Regions from separate parts of the Macaca mulatta genome. Here region 1 is linked to region 2. Evidence: chromatin contacts called from public Hi-C data. All regions are on one chromosome and are shown on one strand. The core of a region is the stretch at or near the end of the contact, and the rest is flanking DNA. Distances in the headings are between cores, read along the strand shown.

Region 1 (4,622 bases), core at 1,002-3,501, 55 kb before region 2:
AGACTCCTTACAAAACAAAACAAAAAAAACTTCAGGGAAGGGAGAGAGAAGAGGCCACAAGGGTGGTCTTTAGTTATTTCTGTGACTTTTTGTATTTAAAAAAAAAGAGGTCGGTTGTGGTGGCTCACACCTGTAATCCCAATACTTTGGGAGGCCTAGACGGGAAGATTGCTAGAACCCAGGAGTTCAAGACCAGTCTGAGTAACATGGAGAAACCCTGTCTCTACAAAAAATACAAAAATTAGGCCTGCCTCCGTGGCTCACGCCTGTAATCCCAGCACTTTGGGAGCCTGAGGTGGGCGGATCACCTGAGGTCAGGAGTTCGAGACCAGCCTGACCAACGCGGAGAAACCCTGTCTCTACTAAAAATAGAAGATTACCTGGGCATGGTAGTGCATGCCTGTAATCCCAGCTACTCAGGAGGCTGAGGCAGGAGAATCACTTAAACCCAGGAGGCAGAGGTTGCAGTGAGCTGATATCATGCCTGGGCAACAAGAACAAAACTCAGACTCAACAACAACAAAAAAAAATTAGTTAGGCATGGTGGCACCCCCATGGTCCCAGCTACTCTGGAAGCTGAGGTGGGAGGATCACCTGAGCTGGGGTGAGGTCGAGGCTGCAGTGAACCGTAATCACACCACTGCACTCCAGCCTGGGCAACAGAGTGAGACCCAGTCTCAAAAAAAAAAAAAAAAAAGAAAAAAGATGCCCGGGTGTCGTGGCTCACTCCTGTAATCCCAACACTTTAGGAGGCTGGGGCAGCCAGATTGCTTGAGCCTAGGAGTTTGAGACCAGCCTGGGTAACAGGAGACCTTGTCTCTACAAAAAATACAAAAGTTAGCAAGGTGTGGTGGCATGCACCTGTAGTCTCAGCTACCCAGGAGGGTGAGGTGGGAGGATTGCACTTAAGCCTGGGAGGTCAAGGTTACAGTGAACTGTGATTGCACTACTGTACTCAAACCTGGGCGACACAGTGAGATTGTCTCAAAAAAAAAAAAAAAAAAAAAGGATCTGAAGCAAATAGCCAAAATATTAAAAACTAAATAGTCTTGTTGGAGGGTGTATATGTATTTTTCTTTATGCATCAAATATTTTAAAATTAGTAATTAAAAGCAAAACAAACAGCTAGAGTGCTGGGATACCCTAGTGATGCCTGCCTGGTGCCGACAGGGCAGGGTAGTGACAGTGAGAGGGCACTGTTTTCCATCCCTGCCTGGAATCCCAGGGTCTCTGACCTCCTGCACCCCCTGCCCTGTGTCCCCAGGACTCAGTGCCCCTACCAGGCAACAGGGCTGGCTGGCACCGCCCCAGATCCCTAGAGGTCACCTGCCGTCCAGCCAGAGGACACTGAGAAGCAGAAATCCAGAGGGGCGTGCTCCTACACAGATGCTCCCTGGGCCCCCAGACACAGACCTCGCCCTAGACCTGTAGGGAGCCCCCAGTTTTCAAGACTCATTATCGACCTCACCCACTGACTTCTCCAGAAGGAGCTTTTGTCCCTCTCAGGGTAGCTGAAGGCTGACTGGGACCAGAGGCTGTGTCCAGCGGAGCCTTCATCCGACAGCACTAGCGGTGACGGTCTCATTTGCAGACAGACCGGTGCTTCTACCCAGTTTTTATATTGACCGCTTTTTCATTCATTTATGTGCAAAGTCTTCATGATTGAAGTGTTTAGGTTTATATGTTGGCTGAAGAAGAAAAGAGTGGAGAAGAGAGTGTGACCCACCGGCGTAAGGGGTTTACAACTGAAAGGCTGCGGGACTGAACGGTGGAACCTGAGCCATGGTGTGGACGCCCGGCGGCCTCCTGAGCTCCAGGAGCGTCCTTGGCCCCAATCTGCCTCACTCGGTGTTTCCTTCCCAGCCTTCCCAGCTCGCCGCAGGCCTTAGAAGACCCTCAAAGCCTTGGTTTTCCCTCCCTCGGAAGACAGGAAACGGGGTTGGGAGTTTGTCGCAGTATCGCAGCCCAAGAGCCCAAATTGTCCCAATCCCAGTTCACCTGCGCCCTCCAGCAGCTCTGCTTTTAGAGCAGGCGCGGCGACGCGGGCCACGACCGCGAGGTGGCGCCAGGCAGCCACGCGAGACTCCCAGGGTCAGGCCCACGCGGGCCACCGGCCGCACTACTCTTCCGCTCCCCAAGTCGGCACCCACGGCCCCCCTGCCTCCACGCTGCTGACTGCTGCAGGTCGAATCCCTCCCAACTCCTGCCCGCCCGGGACCCCAGTTTACAGGGGAGCCGGCTGCCTGGCATCCCGGTGCTGCCGCAGGGGCGTCCTCGTGGAAGGAGCCTGGGGACCGCTACGCCCCATCAGGTGCGCCGCACGCCCTCCGTGCCCGGCCCGTCGGAGTGCACCTTGCTCCTCCTGCATTGTGAAAGGGAGTGGGGAGAACGGAACATGGACCCAAAGACACTGGCACTGGGAGAGCTCCGCCTGGGGCCGATGCCTTAGGCAGTACAGTACTGGCCATCTTGATTGGGGTGCTCCTGTGGCTTGCCGTTCTGTGTGTGGAGAAACCAAAACCTGAGGGATTCTCTGCCCTGCCCAGGCTGCACAGCTCACCAGTGGTGGGGCTGGCATTGGAGCTCCCGGTCCACACCTGGGCTCCTCAACCCCATGGAAAGGCAGAGGTGCTGACCAGGAATCACCCCAGGTACCTGGCACGTGCCTGACCGGAAGCCCAGGTTCCGCCTGCCTGAGCAAGCCAGGTCCCCAGGACAGGCCCACCCCAGTACTGGAGTCCTCCCCATCAACCCCCACACACACCCTCCTCACACTCTCCCCCCCACCCACCTCCCTGACGCTCCCTGTCCTGGGAAGAGGAATCATAGAAAGCACAGGGGTTTTGGAGCCCCAGAGATCTGGAGATCTGGACTAAAACGGGTTCTATCACTACTGGTTGTGTGATCTTGGACATGTCATTCAACTTTCCTTATGCTCCCCCTGGAGAAGTGAAACCATACGCGTGATATAAAATACCTGGTGTGTGTGGACGCTCAATAGACTATGATTATTCCAGGAGTAGTGATTAACTCCTATTTTGTGCCAGGCCCTCTGCTGGGGTTCAGGGAACCCCAGAGATGAATGAGATGTGACTGCTGCCCTCCAGGAAGGACTGTTGGCCAAGATAAGGTTATTTTCCAGAGATAAAGCGATCCAAGAGAGGGAGACATGGGTTTGCCTGAGGGGAACCAAGAAGGGGTGTTGACCTTGAATGTGCTGCAGCTGACGGTCACTGTCACTGCCTTTATGGAGCGCATACTCTGTGCCAGGTTCTTCACCTACATTCATTCAACAAATAGGTATTGAGGCCCTTTTGAGTGCCAGGTACTCTGCTGGGAGCTGGGCATAGCCATACACAACGGGGACCACCCACTTGGAGTCGAGCAGACAGCCTAGTGGGGAACAGATCTCAAAGAATTCATGACATCCTCCCTAAAAATAAAGAACAGAGGGGGAAAAATGAAAAAAAAAAAAAAGAAGTTATGACACAAACACAGTCTGAACTCATAATTGAGGCAAGTGCCTCGACGGGAAACGTCGGGAGTCAGAACCTCAGAGAGCGCACCAGGGGCAGGTGGCTGCGCGTCTGCACTGATGCCAGCAGTAAGGGGAGTGACGGTAACACATTTTCAAACAATAAGAACAAGCTAAAAGCCACCCTGCTCTTCAGGATCACTACACCCAAGCGACTCTAAACAACGTTCTCACCCGCAAATTATTTTGGTGGTTTAAAACCTCAACAATTGCTTCCCTTACTGTTGACCTTTAATAACCTATATGTAAGTTTCAAATTAACACATTTTTGTTACTTATTATTTAATAAACATTGATTTTACCTGAAAGTTAATTGAGAGAATTCTCTATTATTTTAGCCAATCCCCAGCACAGGAGGACCCAGCTGCCCCTGTCCATATGGATTCAGAATTATTTACACTCACTGCAGAGAAAAGTTGCTTCTAGAATCCCTGTTGTACTATATTGTTCTGCGTTTAAACACTGGATTTGGAATAAACATTGGTAGCATAATTTTATGCGGTCACCTGGGAGTTTTATTTGTTTAAAGTTTTTCCACTGGGAAGATACTCGAAAGCTTTTAAAATCAATCTCAAAGAAACACAGATATTGACAGTACTGTAATTTCTGGAATTTAGTGTAAAATGAATTTTTTTCTGAATTTCTGCCAAACTTACCCTTATGTTTAAGGCTTTCCCTAACTCTTTGTGTATCTATTGCCTCATGTGAAAAGAAACATTTCCAATTTTTTTTTTTTTTTTTTTTTTGAGATGGAGTCTCACTCTGGCACCCAGACTGGAGTGCAGTGGCTTGACCTCAGCTCGCTGCAACCTCCACCTGCTGGGTTCAAGCAATTCTCCTGCCTCAGCCTCCTGAGTAGCTGGGACTACAGGCACACGCCACTATGCCCAGCTGATTTTTTGTATTTTTAGTAGAGACAGGGTTTCACCATGCTGGCCAGGCTTATCTCCTGACCTCATGATCCTCCAACCTCAGCCTCCCAAAGTGCTGGGATTACAGGCGTGAGCCACCACGCCCGGCCCCAAATAAAAATTAGTAAGAAGTGTTTTTCGGTCAACTATGATAGAAGATAAACAAATCTTCTATG
Region 2 (4,102 bases), core at 1,120-3,619:
TGATGGCGCAGTCGGTCCACCCTGGGGAGCAGGGGAGGGGACTCAGCCTAGGAGGCCCCCCAACCCTCATCAAACACCTGGCTGCCCCATCTCGCCTCCCTCTCCCAGGCAGGGGCACTTCCAGTGGGTGCCTTTTGGGACACACTATAGTTCCAAGAATACAACCCTGATTCTACAAAGGGACTTTCCCCAGTGAGTAACCTCAGGCTGGGGCAAGGAAAACAAAATTCAGGCTTGTATCAGGATGGCTTCTTACAGAAAACTCAGAGCCTATGAGCAGGAATTTCAGAATGGGTGTGGGGATAGGGCAGGTGGGGAGACAGGGACACTCACCGCTTTTTCTTCTGTACATACATCACCTGCAACAGAGACACAGCACTGTGGGGGCTGCTGAGCCCGGGGAAGGCCCACAAGCAGAGAGAGGCCCACCTCTACACCCTTCACTCCCTCAACAGGACAGTGGGGACTCTGTGCAGACTGGACCAGGCCCACCCAGCCCCTGCCTTAGCAAAGCTGTGGGTGTCTGTGTGTATATGAGGGCTCCTTACCACAGCCACCACCACCCCGACCAGGGTGATGAGGAAGAAGGGCCCCAACACATAGCCCACCATGGAGTCGCTGTTGGCCTGGGGGGCATTGGGCACAGTGGTGTTACTCATGACATCAGCAGCCGGAGGGCTGGGTGGTTGGTCAGCATGGGCAGTGGCACTTCGGGAGGGCGCCTCCACTGGGCTCCCTGGGGAGGAGGAAGGGAGGTTATCAGTTGCACCCAGGTGACATCCAGACTCTGGATCCCTCCCCCAGAGCTGGAGATCTATGAAAACTGGTCCCAGGTCAAATCCTGGGAGGAGGGATCCTCCAGGTAGATGTACCGGGTATAACCCTCCAGTGAGTCTTGGCAAATCCTGGCAGGAAAGGGGATCAAGGGAAGGCCTGGATCCAGGGCTGAGTCCTGCCCAACTCCTATCCCTATATCAGGGCGGGGCCCAGCTAGAGACATTTACAAGTCTCAACTTCTGGGGAAAGAAGTGCAGGTTTCCAGTGCCTGCCCCAGCCCTTTTGGGGCATTGGGCTGCCAGTACCTGTCCAGTGGAGCAAAATGGATAAATGAGGTCTAAAGGAGGGACCTGCACTGCAGCCAGGGGTGAGGTGGGAGCATCTGAAGGAGTTCCGCTTCCATTCTGGTCCAGTCCCACTTAAAGCGATGGGCTCCATGCCTGAGTTCTATGCCCTTGTCCCTGGTGTCACCTCAGACATACAGCCCGAACACCCTCTGCCCCATCGGTTTCGTGTGCCAGGGTGGACACGAGTGGGTAAAGCTGGATTGTATCTTCAAGATGATGTCACCTTCCTCTTGTCTCCACCCAGGGCTCCGCCCAGGTCCCTCCCCTCCTGGCCTGGGCTGACAGGCAGAGGTGGAGAGGGTCAGTCCCCATCGACAGAAGCAAAGAGATCGTCCTGGGGCGGTTTGCACGCTGATGGCCCAAGGTCCGCGACCCAGGTTCGCTTGAGTCTCTATCAGAGGGCAAGGTATGAACGACCTACCCCCGTGTCCGTAGGGCACGGGGCATCGAGCTTGCCCTTACCCAGTCGTATGCTCATCGTCCCAGGCCAAGGGGGCATGCCAGGGTGGGGAGGGCGTCAGGCCGCTGCTAGGATGCGGGCCAGCAACAGTGGACAGGAGGTGGTTCCCACGGCGCTGGGAGGCTCAGGCCGGAGGTGGGGGGTGTTGGGGGACGCGGATGAGCCGCCCCGCGCCCGAACATCCTGGAAGCCTGGCACCCCGAGGCGTGGACCCGTGCCGGCGCTCTGCAGCCCAGCCGGCCTGGCCATGCCTTACCTCCCGCCGCTGCAGCCCCGACAGGAACGCCCTCGGTTGGCTCCCCGGCCCCGGAAAAGCCGTCAGGCGCGTGATCAAAGGACCCGGGGAAATGGGCCGGGCCTTAGCGCCCGGGCGCAGCCAATCCGGTAGCGGAAAGCGGGTGGCCTGGAGATTTCTGGAGCCGCCAATCCGGAGGCGGGGGTGGGCGGTGCGAAGGCGGGGACAGCGGGGCTTGCAGGGTCCGCCCCGCGGCGGCAGAGGGCAGCCGAGGGCTACGCAGCGGGGGAGGAGCGGGCGGCTCGGGGCAGGATTGGGCAGGGCGGGGCGCGCGCAGTTTTCCGGAGGCCCCTGGCCCTCCCGCGTCAGGAGCTCGGATTCTGGGAGATCCCGGGCGACCACCTCACTCACCCGTCTCGTTGCAGCCAGAGTAGGGTCGCGCCGCACTCTAACGTTGAGCCCAGGCCCTTCGCGGCAGGACCCTGCTCCGGGCCCTCTCGGCCTCCTTCTGTGTTTGTTCCCTGGCCTTCGGGCTGTGCTCGACTGGTAGAGTGCGGCAGGACTGGGCTACCGGGGGCCCTGGCACGCCCACCCTCTCTGCGCCTTTTTTTTTTTTTTTTTTTTTTTTTGAGATGGAGTCTGGCTCTGTCGCCCAGGCTGGAGTGCAGTGGCACGATCTTGGTTCACTGCACCCTCCGTTTCCTGGGCTCAAGTGATTTTCCTGCCTCAGCTCTCCAGTAGCTGGGATTATAGCGCACCACCACGCCCGGCTAATTTTTTTGTATTTTTAGTCGAGACAGAGTTTCACCGTGTTAGCCAGGCCGGTCTCGAACTTGTGACCTCAAGTGATCTGCCTGCCTCAACCCCCCAAAGTGCTGGGATTTCAGACGTGAGCAGCCGTGCCCGGCCTATTGTGAGGATTAAATGATGACATGAGCAGGGAGCTTACCACATAATATCCCCTGAAATGTTAAGTTACTCCTGTTCACCTGTTTTCGGTTTTAGGGAACACACGAAGCGGCGGGGTGAGGTTCCCCTGGGTCAAAGGCAACTTGCTAAGTTGGTAAACTTGGGTCAAAGCTTTTGTGGTCTTATCATTAAAATGGCACACATTTACTGGGAAAATCTGACTAAGGCCAGTGGAATTTACCAGTGTCAATATTCTGGTTGTGATTATTACAGTTTTGTAAAACGTTATCATTCTGGGATTTTTTTTTTTTTTTTTTTTTTTTTTTTTTTTTGAGACAGAGTCTTGTTCTGTCACCCAGGCTGGAGTGGGAGTAGCTGGAACTAGGGGCGCCTGCCACCAGGCCCGGCTAATTTTTTTGCATTTTTAGTAGAGACAGGTTTCACTGTGTTAGCCAGGATGGTCTCGATGTCCTGACCTCGTGATCTGCCCACCTCGGCCTGCCAAAGTGCTGGGATTACAGGCATTGGGGGAATTTAAGCAAAGTGTACACAATCTCTCTGTATTATTATTATTATTATTATTATTATTCTTTGGAGATGGAGTCTTGCTCTGTCAAGCAGGCTGGAGTGCAGTGGCACGATCCTGGCTCACTGCAATCTCCGCCTCCCAGGTTCAAGTGATACTCCTGCCTCAGCCTCCCAAGTAGCTGGGACTACAGGCGCCTGCCACCATGCCCGGCTAATTTTTGTATTTTCAGTAGAGACGGGGTTTCACCATGTTGGCCAGGCTAGTTTCGAACACCTGACCTCAGGTGATTCGCCCACCTCGGCCTCCCAAAGTGCTGCGATTACAGGCGTGAGCCACTGCACCCGGCCTCTCTGTATGATTTTTTTTTCTTTTTTTTCTTTTTTTGTTTTTTTGAGATGGAGTCTCACGCTGTCACCCAGGCTGGAGTGCAGTGGCGCGATCTCGGTTCACTGCAAGCTCCACCTCCCATGTTCACGCCATTCTGCCTCAGCCTCCTGAGTAGCTGGGACTACAGGCGCCCGCCACCACGCCCGGCTAATTTTGTGTATTTTTAGTAGAGACGGGGTTTCACGGTGTTAGCCAGGATGGTCTCAGTCTCCTGACCTCGTGATCCGCCCGCCTCGGCCCCTCAAAGTGCTGGGATTACAGGCATGATCCACCGCACCCAGCCCTCTCTGTATGATTTCTTACAACTATATATGAATCTACAGTTACGTCAAACGTGTATGTGTGTGTATACATATGCATATATATTTTTTATATATATAGTTTTGTAGCAGACCCTCCTCTACCCCCCCAAAATCACACACGATTGGGAAAACTGACTGGCAGATTATGGAAACCAC

What was found. A called contact is a pair of places that touch in the nucleus more often than the background predicts.
Region 1: a contact with region 2 is called in a Hi-C map of CD4 T cells, with 3 times the contacts expected there. The contact joins the enhancer-like site here to the promoter of SMIM29 in region 2. A contact is called at or near these places in 5 of 14 Hi-C or Micro-C datasets (CD4 T cells, blood, cortical neurons and 2 more).

The regions. Positions count from the first base shown.
Region 1 is chr4:148,094,165-148,098,786 of T2T-MMU8v2.0, reverse strand. No RefSeq gene overlaps it. Among named protein-coding and RNA genes, the nearest start is that of GRM4, 40 kb to the left of the region's middle. Within about 2 kb of position 2,251, at least 11 of the 40 cell types and tissues checked have an H3K27ac peak or open chromatin away from gene starts, as enhancers often do. A contact at or near this core is called in CD4 T cells, where this site is marked.
Region 2 is chr4:148,040,022-148,044,123 of T2T-MMU8v2.0, reverse strand. It overlaps SMIM29 (small integral membrane protein 29), which reads right to left and starts at 2,369. Exons shown (of 5, transcript XM_015136125.3): 1 at 2,231-2,369; 2 at 549-736; 3 at 334-359; 4 at 1-21. The coding sequence starts at 659. LOC106997914 (a long non-coding RNA gene) reads left to right here and starts at 1,369. Exons shown (of 4, transcript XR_013416501.1): 1 at 1,369-1,530.